Linked DNA regions of Ovis aries: region 2 is linked to region 1. A link is a contact called in public Hi-C data. All regions are on one chromosome and are shown on one strand. The core of a region is the stretch at or near the end of the contact, and the rest is flanking DNA. Distances in the headings are between cores, read along the strand shown. Region 1 has its middle 45 kb from the start of HTR4. Region 2 holds the start of ADRB2 (adrenoceptor beta 2).

What was found. Hi-C and Micro-C count contacts between places; a contact is called where the count stands out from the background.
Region 2: a contact with region 1 is called in a Hi-C map of tail adipose tissue, with 3 times the contacts expected there. The contact joins the promoter of ADRB2 here to the enhancer-like site in region 1. A contact is called at or near these places in 3 of 16 Hi-C or Micro-C datasets (hypothalamus, retroperitoneal adipose tissue and tail adipose tissue).

The regions. Positions count from the first base shown.
Region 1 is chr5:57,938,058-57,942,332 of ARS-UI_Ramb_v3.0, forward strand. No RefSeq gene overlaps it. Among named protein-coding and RNA genes, the nearest start is that of HTR4, 45 kb to the left of the region's middle. Within about 2 kb of position 2,179, at least 8 of the 54 cell types and tissues checked have an H3K27ac peak or open chromatin away from gene starts, as enhancers often do. A contact at or near this core is called in tail adipose tissue, where this site is marked.
Region 2 is chr5:58,015,984-58,019,818 of ARS-UI_Ramb_v3.0, forward strand. It overlaps ADRB2 (adrenoceptor beta 2), which reads left to right and starts at 1,342. Exons shown (of 1, transcript NM_001130154.1): 1 at 1,342-2,598. The coding sequence starts at 1,342. The coding sequence ends at 2,598.

The DNA of each region.
Region 1 (4,275 bases), core at 929-3,428:
GAAGATCTGTGGGGAGAGGGCTGTCCTGGCTGGCCCCAGCTGTTGAAAACTCTTTTTAGAATAAGGAACTAACTCCTTTGTCCATTGTTTGGGCCCTGTTTGTCAGTGCTGGAGCAATAGGCAAAATAAGGCCAACCATCCTCTTACAGCATCTGGTACAGGACTTAATTAAGCTTCCAAACACACACCAGGTTTGTCACCAAAGATCTTTCAATTGCTAGCTGATATCTTCTGTTTATTGTCTCTTGCTAAACCTTTGCCATGAGTGCTTATGGGTGGGCTGTACTTGGGTAGCTAGCGGTTGTTTCTACCTGGAGCAAGACAGATGAGGGAAGCAGAACAAACACACCCAATCTGACCCAGTCGGTAGTGAACTCTTGCTTCTGAGAATGTCGTATTTGTGTAGCATGTTGCATTTTAACAAGAGCTTTCATCCCCCATTAGCCAGCACATGGCTGAGTAATCAATAAAAGTTCTATAAGTGATTGAATGATCTGTAGTCATTTTCTTCTCTTCAAAATGACCATATGTAGTAGGCAGAACAGGGACTACCATTCCTGTTTTACAGACAAGGAAACTTGAACCCAAGGTGGTGGAATAAATTTCCTGAAATGACACAGCCAGCAGCTACAGCAGTTCAAACCAGAATGTGGGTGTGTTGGGCGCCTACACCAGTTCATTTTGAAAGAAGACCAGCCCACTATCAGAAAAGGGATGGGCTCCTGGATGAGGTAGGGGGTTGGAGCACATTCCACCTCCACAGGCACTGCTACAGCCCAGTTGGGAGCTGCCATGGGGATCTGCTGAGTAGGCAGAAGTTCAGGCTGCTAACCGGCAGGGAATTGAGCAAAAGGAAAAAGAAAAAGACCTTCCGGTGCCAAGACTCCAGGGAAATATTTGTTGACTTTTTGCTTCATATTGACTACTTCCAACTAGGCTTTGAAGCTAACTTTTTGATATAAAGGCTCCCTGGGGTGAGTGGGGAGTTCAGGACCTTGTTGCTGTGGTTCTTCAGGCAACCACAAACCCACAGCAGCTCCAGGAATATGCCTGAATTACATGGAAAGTGGCAAGGAACTACGGAGAAAATAGAGAACTCCCAGGAAAGTGGAGACTGAAAAACAAGAATTTAAAAGGCAAAACAAGAGCTACCACGGGCATGGGATGATAGCCACTAGTGCTGTGCCAAAGGTGGTTCTCCCTGAGTCCTTCACCACCAGACTGTCCTGTACAAAACTGAACAGGAGGGGTCCAAGAGAACCAGCAATCCTAGCTCTAGCCAAATCTCTTAAAATGGATTTCTGGGTGGAGGGATCTTCTGAAAGCACAGATGCAAACATTTACATCCAGCCCCTGACTGTGGGTTCTTGTTGCTCCCTATCACCCATAGAATGAAGTCTGTGCTTCTCCACAGACCTCACAGGCACTACTAAATTTCTTTCTCCACATCCAACAGTTTTCTTGAATCTGGGCATCCATGTAGGTTTTCTTTTCCCTTGTCTAATTCCCGTTGACCCTAAGGGTTGAGGTTCAATGTTACTTTCTCCAGGGACACTCTCCAATCCCATTTCCACCCCTACATTAGGTCCAGAGTTCCTTTTGTACATTCCCATGGCATCGTGGACCTTTTCATGAAGGCCCCACAGCCACTCCAATAAGCGCATTTGTTGCATCCGCCGCTACATCTCCCACCTGAAGCAGAGGCCCTGGCCCTCAGGAAATGTCCATTAAGTCTCTGTTGAACAAAGATGTGGGAGAAAAATTCAACATCTCCACAAGAATCCTCTCCCTCACCAACCAAGCAAGGTAGGAAAGGGAAATAACCAAGTATGGTGGCAGGATAGGGGGCAGGATCTGAGCAAAGAGATTGTTTTTCTAAGGACAGAAACCCAGAAAAATAAATGGTCCTTAATCTAGGGGTCATCAAGAAGCATATTATCTCCTTGATAATTGTTCAGTTATAATTGCCTTTGCTGGAAACAGGAGCCTTCTTGGAAATACTGTAGAGATTTGGAGATGTACTTCTGTAAGAATAAAAGAGAATACAAATCTATCAAGCATCTGGATATATCCAAAAAGAGATCACATACAACTGAGTAAGTGAACAACAGAGCTAGTGTGGGGCTGATGGAGTCACCCCAGCCAGAAGGACAAGCTGCTTCTCAGTTCCAGCCAATTGTTGAAATGCAAGAATGCAAAGCACTGTTTGCCAGAGAAGCAAGAAGTACATGTAGTCTCTGTCTCTGTGTATGTAAGCCTCTCCAACTTGTTTATATTTTAAAAAATCAACTTGTGTGAGCCCTGAGGTGCCAACATTTGACCTTTGTACCAACGAACCTGGCCTCCCTATTTACCTAAACAGGTTGACACCAAAGCTCCAAAAAACATGACTCACGACCCAAAGAAAGTCGCTCATGACTACATGAGCGACTAAATAAGGACAGAGACTTGTCTGCAGCAATTATTGGCACATAATAAGTGGTCAGTAAATAGCTGCTGAGTGGGAGAAAGGATAAATGAGAGAGGAATGTAGTTCATGATTTCTACCACTAGATGGTAAAGTTTTGTTTTCTTGGTGTTTGTTTTTTCTGCAGATGGAAGCATCATGTTGGAGATTTCTGAGTGGGAGGATTTACCTTAAACAAAACAATTCTCTAAAGAAATAGCATCTTTTATTAAGATGGTTTTATGGGCATGTCTACAAGCCATGCATACTTAGCTTGAACATCCCACAAACACCAAGAATGTCTTCTCATTGTCTTTGTTCTCCCTCCTCACTTTCCACCCCAGTCAGTTCTAGACACAAAGTCATTAGAAGGAGATGGTTTCCCTTGGTGTTAGTAGCGCCACAGCTAGAAACAGAGGATGAGTACTAGATGGTGGGGCCAGGATAGAGGTATTGTGTATTCAAGAAGCTCACAATTTTGGGGGTAAATAGACCTTTAACTCAGTTACAATACACTGTGTTTGATACTATAATGATCATGTGGAGATGATGTTTTGTGAACCCAGAAAAGAGAGAAACTATTCTCTCTTGGTAGAGAAGCGTGCAGAAGTCCTCGGGTGAGTAGTTCATGAGTTAGATGGACCTTGAATGATGAGAAGGAATTCACCAAGGTACAAAGGCAAGAAGAACATTCGCACATTCATCAAATATCTACTGAGAAACTATGTTCCCCTGGCACTCTGCTGGCTGTTAGGGGTGCAGCAGTGAACAGGATGTGAGGGCCCTGTCCTCAAGGAACTCACAACGCAGTAGGAGAGACTTTTAATAGCCAGGAGAGGAAATAAGTTTTTAAAATAATTTTTATGAAGAACTAGAAAGGAAAGAAGTAGGATGCTATGAAGAAAATAGGAAGCAAGGCCTCTATTATATAGGCTGGTCCAGCAAGACCCTGGAGGGGGCTGCACTGCAGTTGCAAATGAAGGCTGAAAAGCATTAGTCATAGGAACAAGATAGTGAGGCTGGAGTGGGTGTCCAGCGGATGCTTTTACTAGAGTGAATACCCTGTGCTGTCTAGGAAGAAAACTTTAGCCATCGTGAAACCATTTCTGAAAGGTGGGGAAACCTCCCAATATATTTGAGGAACAGTAAAAAGTTCCTGTTCCATTAGGATGTACAGTAGAAAAGGGAGAAAGAAACTAGTGGGAGCTGAGGCCAAAGAGATGGACAGAGTCCTGCTGTGGAAGACTTCATACTTTATCTTAAAATTTAATCTTTCCTGAACAGGTGTCAAAGCCATAGCAACTTATCATTTCTGTGACAGCCTCATTCCATCAGAACTATTATTTCCTTATCTTTCTTTCAACAAACTTAACTTTTATGTCAAATATTTTAAAGGAAAGCTTAACAATAATGTCAATATTATACAAAGAAAACCAGTATCACTTGCCAATAAGAATAGGTAAAAATGAGCACAAGACCAATAAAACTGTAAAATTCTCACATCTCCTAATATTTTATCAAGTTGTTCACATCCTACGTAAGACATGGGAAGGGAATGAGGAATTTTAATTATAGAGATAAAGAGATGAGATTGCACTTCTGAAACCATTGCTGAAAGCACTATTTTATTTATATCTCCAAAAAACCATGATAATGATCCTGGCAGCCATAAAAAAAAGGATCTTCCTGGGCAAGAACTGCTCAGCCCAAAGGGATTCCCAGTGGAGAGTTATATGAAGCCAATTTTGAAAACGCTGATAAATAGCAGGCTACCACACAAAAATCCAGGGAGAGATCTTGTGAGAACAACCTGCTCACTCAAATTCACA
Region 2 (3,835 bases), core at 92-2,591, 77 kb after region 1:
CAGATCAACAAACTACCCAACAGAAGATTTTTCTCGTTGCAAAGGGATTATTGAAGAAGTTGAACTTGAAAATTATTTCATTTTCAACATATTCTCATTTTAACAGATAAGGAAGGAACAATGCCACACTCCCTAGAATTAAGAATTAAAGCATACAACCTTCTCTTCCTATCCCCAAGCACATACACGTATACCCCAGCTCCAAATGAAATCCCAAGAGTAAAATTAGGTCTCAATCCCTGCAAATTTCCAAGGAGGGCACCAAAAGTACTGGACAGCAAGCATGCTGAGGAAGTTGGCTGCTGTTAAAGTCACCACCTGTGGTCTTGCCAAATGTCTGAAAGGGAATATGCCATGAGACCTGTGTATTGGGGAAGATGGGGGGGATGTCCAGGGGGCAAGGGTAAAGAGTTTGGAATATCCGGATGGGGAAGTCCTTCTCTGTGGCACACTGCTTGCCTCCAAGTGGGCGTTTGTATGCCGTTTGTTTACTTCTTTTTGTCTGTATGTCGGTGTCTTTATGCTTCTGGGTGCTCCTGGTTTGCTCCTGGCCATGTCGATCGTGCTGGACAGGGGTGATTGTGCCAGTCGGCTTCTGTGCCTGAGCACTCGTTGGTGCGCTGGATGGGTGTGTCTGAGTGTCTGTGGCTGTGGTTCCGTATAAGTCTGAGCATGTATGTCGGGGTACAATGTGCCTGCCTGTGCGTGTCTCGGTGGGCACGCTCATCTAATGCGAGGAAGTGCCGGAGTATTGCCATCTGCCCTGAGACCTCAAGCCGCACAGCCGCCCCAGGCAGACAGGTAGCGCCCACCAAAGAACCGGCACCTTCTAGCTGGCTGGTAAGCTCGCTAGAGCCGGCTTCAGCCTCCGGGGCCAGCCGAGGGAGCCCCGAGGGAATGGTGGCCGACCCGCCCTGCTAGAGCAGCTGGGTCCCGCCCGGGCCAGCCCCAGGAGCAGGCAGGAGAGGGGAGGGAAGGGGCGGGAGAGGGCGTGGGCCTCGCCCCTTTGGGGCTTCCCGCGTTCTATTGGTTGAAAGTTCTAGCACGTCACGGGGAGGGCAGTTCCCCTAAAGTCCTGGTCACATAACGGACAGCGCGCACTCAGAGACGGCTTCTCCAGAGCGCAAGCTGGAACTGGCTGAAACTGCCCGGCACTGCGAGTCCAGAGTACCCCCGGAGCTGAGTGCACCACGCACCCCTACCACACCCGCACCCACCCACGGCCGCTGAATGAGTCTTCCAGGTGCTCGCTTGCTGCCCGCAGCGCCCCGCCGGAGGTCCGCTCGCTGAGGGCGGCTGGTGCGCCGGCAGCCTGTGCGCTCACCTGCCAGCCTGCGCGCCATGGGGCAGCCCGGGAACCGCAGCGTCTTTTTGCTGGCGCCCAACGCAAGCCACGCGCCGGACCAAGACGGCACGCTGGAACGGGACGAGGCCTGGGTGGTGGGCATGGGCATCCTCATGTCGCTTATTGTCCTGGCCATCGTGTTTGGAAACGTGCTAGTCATCACAGCCATTGCCAAGTTTGAGCGTCTGCAGACGGTCACCAACTACTTCATCACCTCCCTGGCCTGTGCTGACCTGGTCATGGGCCTGGCAGTGGTGCCCTTTGGGGCCTGCCACATCCTCATGAAAATGTGGACTTTTGGCAACTTCTGGTGTGAGTTTTGGACTTCCATTGACGTGTTGTGCGTCACGGCCAGCATTGAGACCCTGTGCGTGATCGCTGTGGATCGCTACTTTGCCATCACGTCACCCTTCAAGTATCAGTGCCTGCTGACCAAGAATAAGGCCCGGGTGGTCATTTTGATGGTGTGGATCGTGTCTGGCCTTACCTCTTTCTTACCCATTCAGATGCACTGGTACCGGGCCAGCCACAAGGAAGCTATCAAGTGCTATGCTAAGGAAACCTGCTGTGACTTCTTCACGAACCAACCCTATGCCATTGCCTCCTCCATTGTGTCCTTCTACCTTCCCCTGGTGGTCATGGTCTTTGTCTACTCCAGGGTGTTCCAGGTAGCCAAAAGGCAGCTCCAGAAGATCGACAAATCTGAGGGCCGCTTCCATGCCCAAAACGTCAGTCAAGTGGAGCAGGATGGGCGGAGCGGTCTAGGACAACGCAGGACATCCAAGTTCTACTTGAAGGAACACAAAGCCCTCAAGACTTTAGGCATTATCATGGGCACTTTCACCCTATGCTGGCTGCCCTTCTTCATTGTCAACATTGTGCACGTGATCCAGGATAACCTCATCCCTAAGGAAATTTACATCCTTCTAAACTGGTTGGGCTACATCAACTCCGCTTTCAATCCCCTTATCTACTGCCGGAGCCCAGATTTCAGGATTGCCTTCCAGGAGCTTCTCTGCCTGCGCAGGTCTTCATTGAAGGCCTATGGGAATGGCTGCTCCAGCACCAGCAATGACAGGACTGACTACACGGGGGAACAGAGTGGATATCACCTGGGGGAGGAGAAAGACAGTGAACTGCTGTGTGAAGACCCCCCAGGCACCGAAAACTTTGTGAACCAGCAAGGTACTGTGCCCAGTGATAGCACTGATTCACAAGGGAGGAATTGTAGTACAAATGACTCACTGCTGTAATGCAGGTTTTTCTACTTTTTAAGACACCCCTTCTCCCCGGTTCCCTGCAACAAAACACTAAACAGACTATTTAACTTGAGTGTAATAAATTTAGAATAAAGTTGTACAGAGATGTGCAGGAGGAAACATATCCTTCTGCCTTTTTATTTTTTATTTTTTTAAGTTGTGACAAAATATATTTGAGTAACTGTTTCTTGTACAGTTCAGTTCCTCTTTGCCTGGAACTCGTTAAGTTTATGTCTGAAGGGCTTCAGTCTCAAAGAACCTGGGGCTGCTATGTTTTGATGACTTTTCCTGCATATCTACCTCATTGATCAAGTATTAGGGGTAATATATTGCTGCTGGTAATTTGTATCTGAAGGAGACCTTCCTTCCTGCACCCTTGGACTGGAAGATATTGAGTCTCTCGGACCTTTCGCTGTGAACATGGACTCTCCTCGCCCCTCTTATTTGCTCAAACGGGGTGTTGTAGGCAGGGACTTGAGGGGCAGCTTTGGTTGTTTTTCTGAGCAAAGTCTAAAGTTTACAGTAAATAAATTGTTTGACCATGACTTCATTGCACCTGTTTCTCCAAAACCCCTTGACTGGAGTGTGCTTGCCTCCCCCACTGGAAACTGCAGGTAACTATTTGCAATAACTGCCCAGTGACTTAATGTGGAATGACACGCACCGATTGCTTAACCCTTTCGTTTGCCTTTGAATCTGCCGCTGCAAACCTGCGTCTCTTCTAACGCTGCTGCTCCCACATCGGTTCTTTCGCCGTGTGCTCACCCAGCACAGCTCATCTTGCTCTTCCTACGAGCATTATTCCTGTGTTGTAACATCAGAAACACTGACTCATAGAACTGGAGTTATGGGCATCTGTTGTGTGCCTCCATGTGCCTCTGCTGCCCACCTTCCAGTTCTACTTGCTTTGCAGCTGCTTATATTTTTATCCTTGTCTTTTCTTATAGTAGAGATCATACTGCATCAGGGCTTGGCATTTTGAGGATAAGGAAGCTCTTGTGAAAAAGCTGCTCAAACATAGCCCTGAAATTCCAAGGGAAATGAAAAAGTCATGGGTTATAGGGAGAAAAGCTGGAAAACATGTCACTGGTGAATACCTCATGATCTAGAAACAGGGTTGAACCCTCCTCCTTTTGAACTGCTGTCCTTCTTTGCCCCCTCTCCCTGTGACTCTAGTCACTTCAGGACAAATCAAGATTTCTCAACCTCGTACTTTTAACATTTTCAGCCA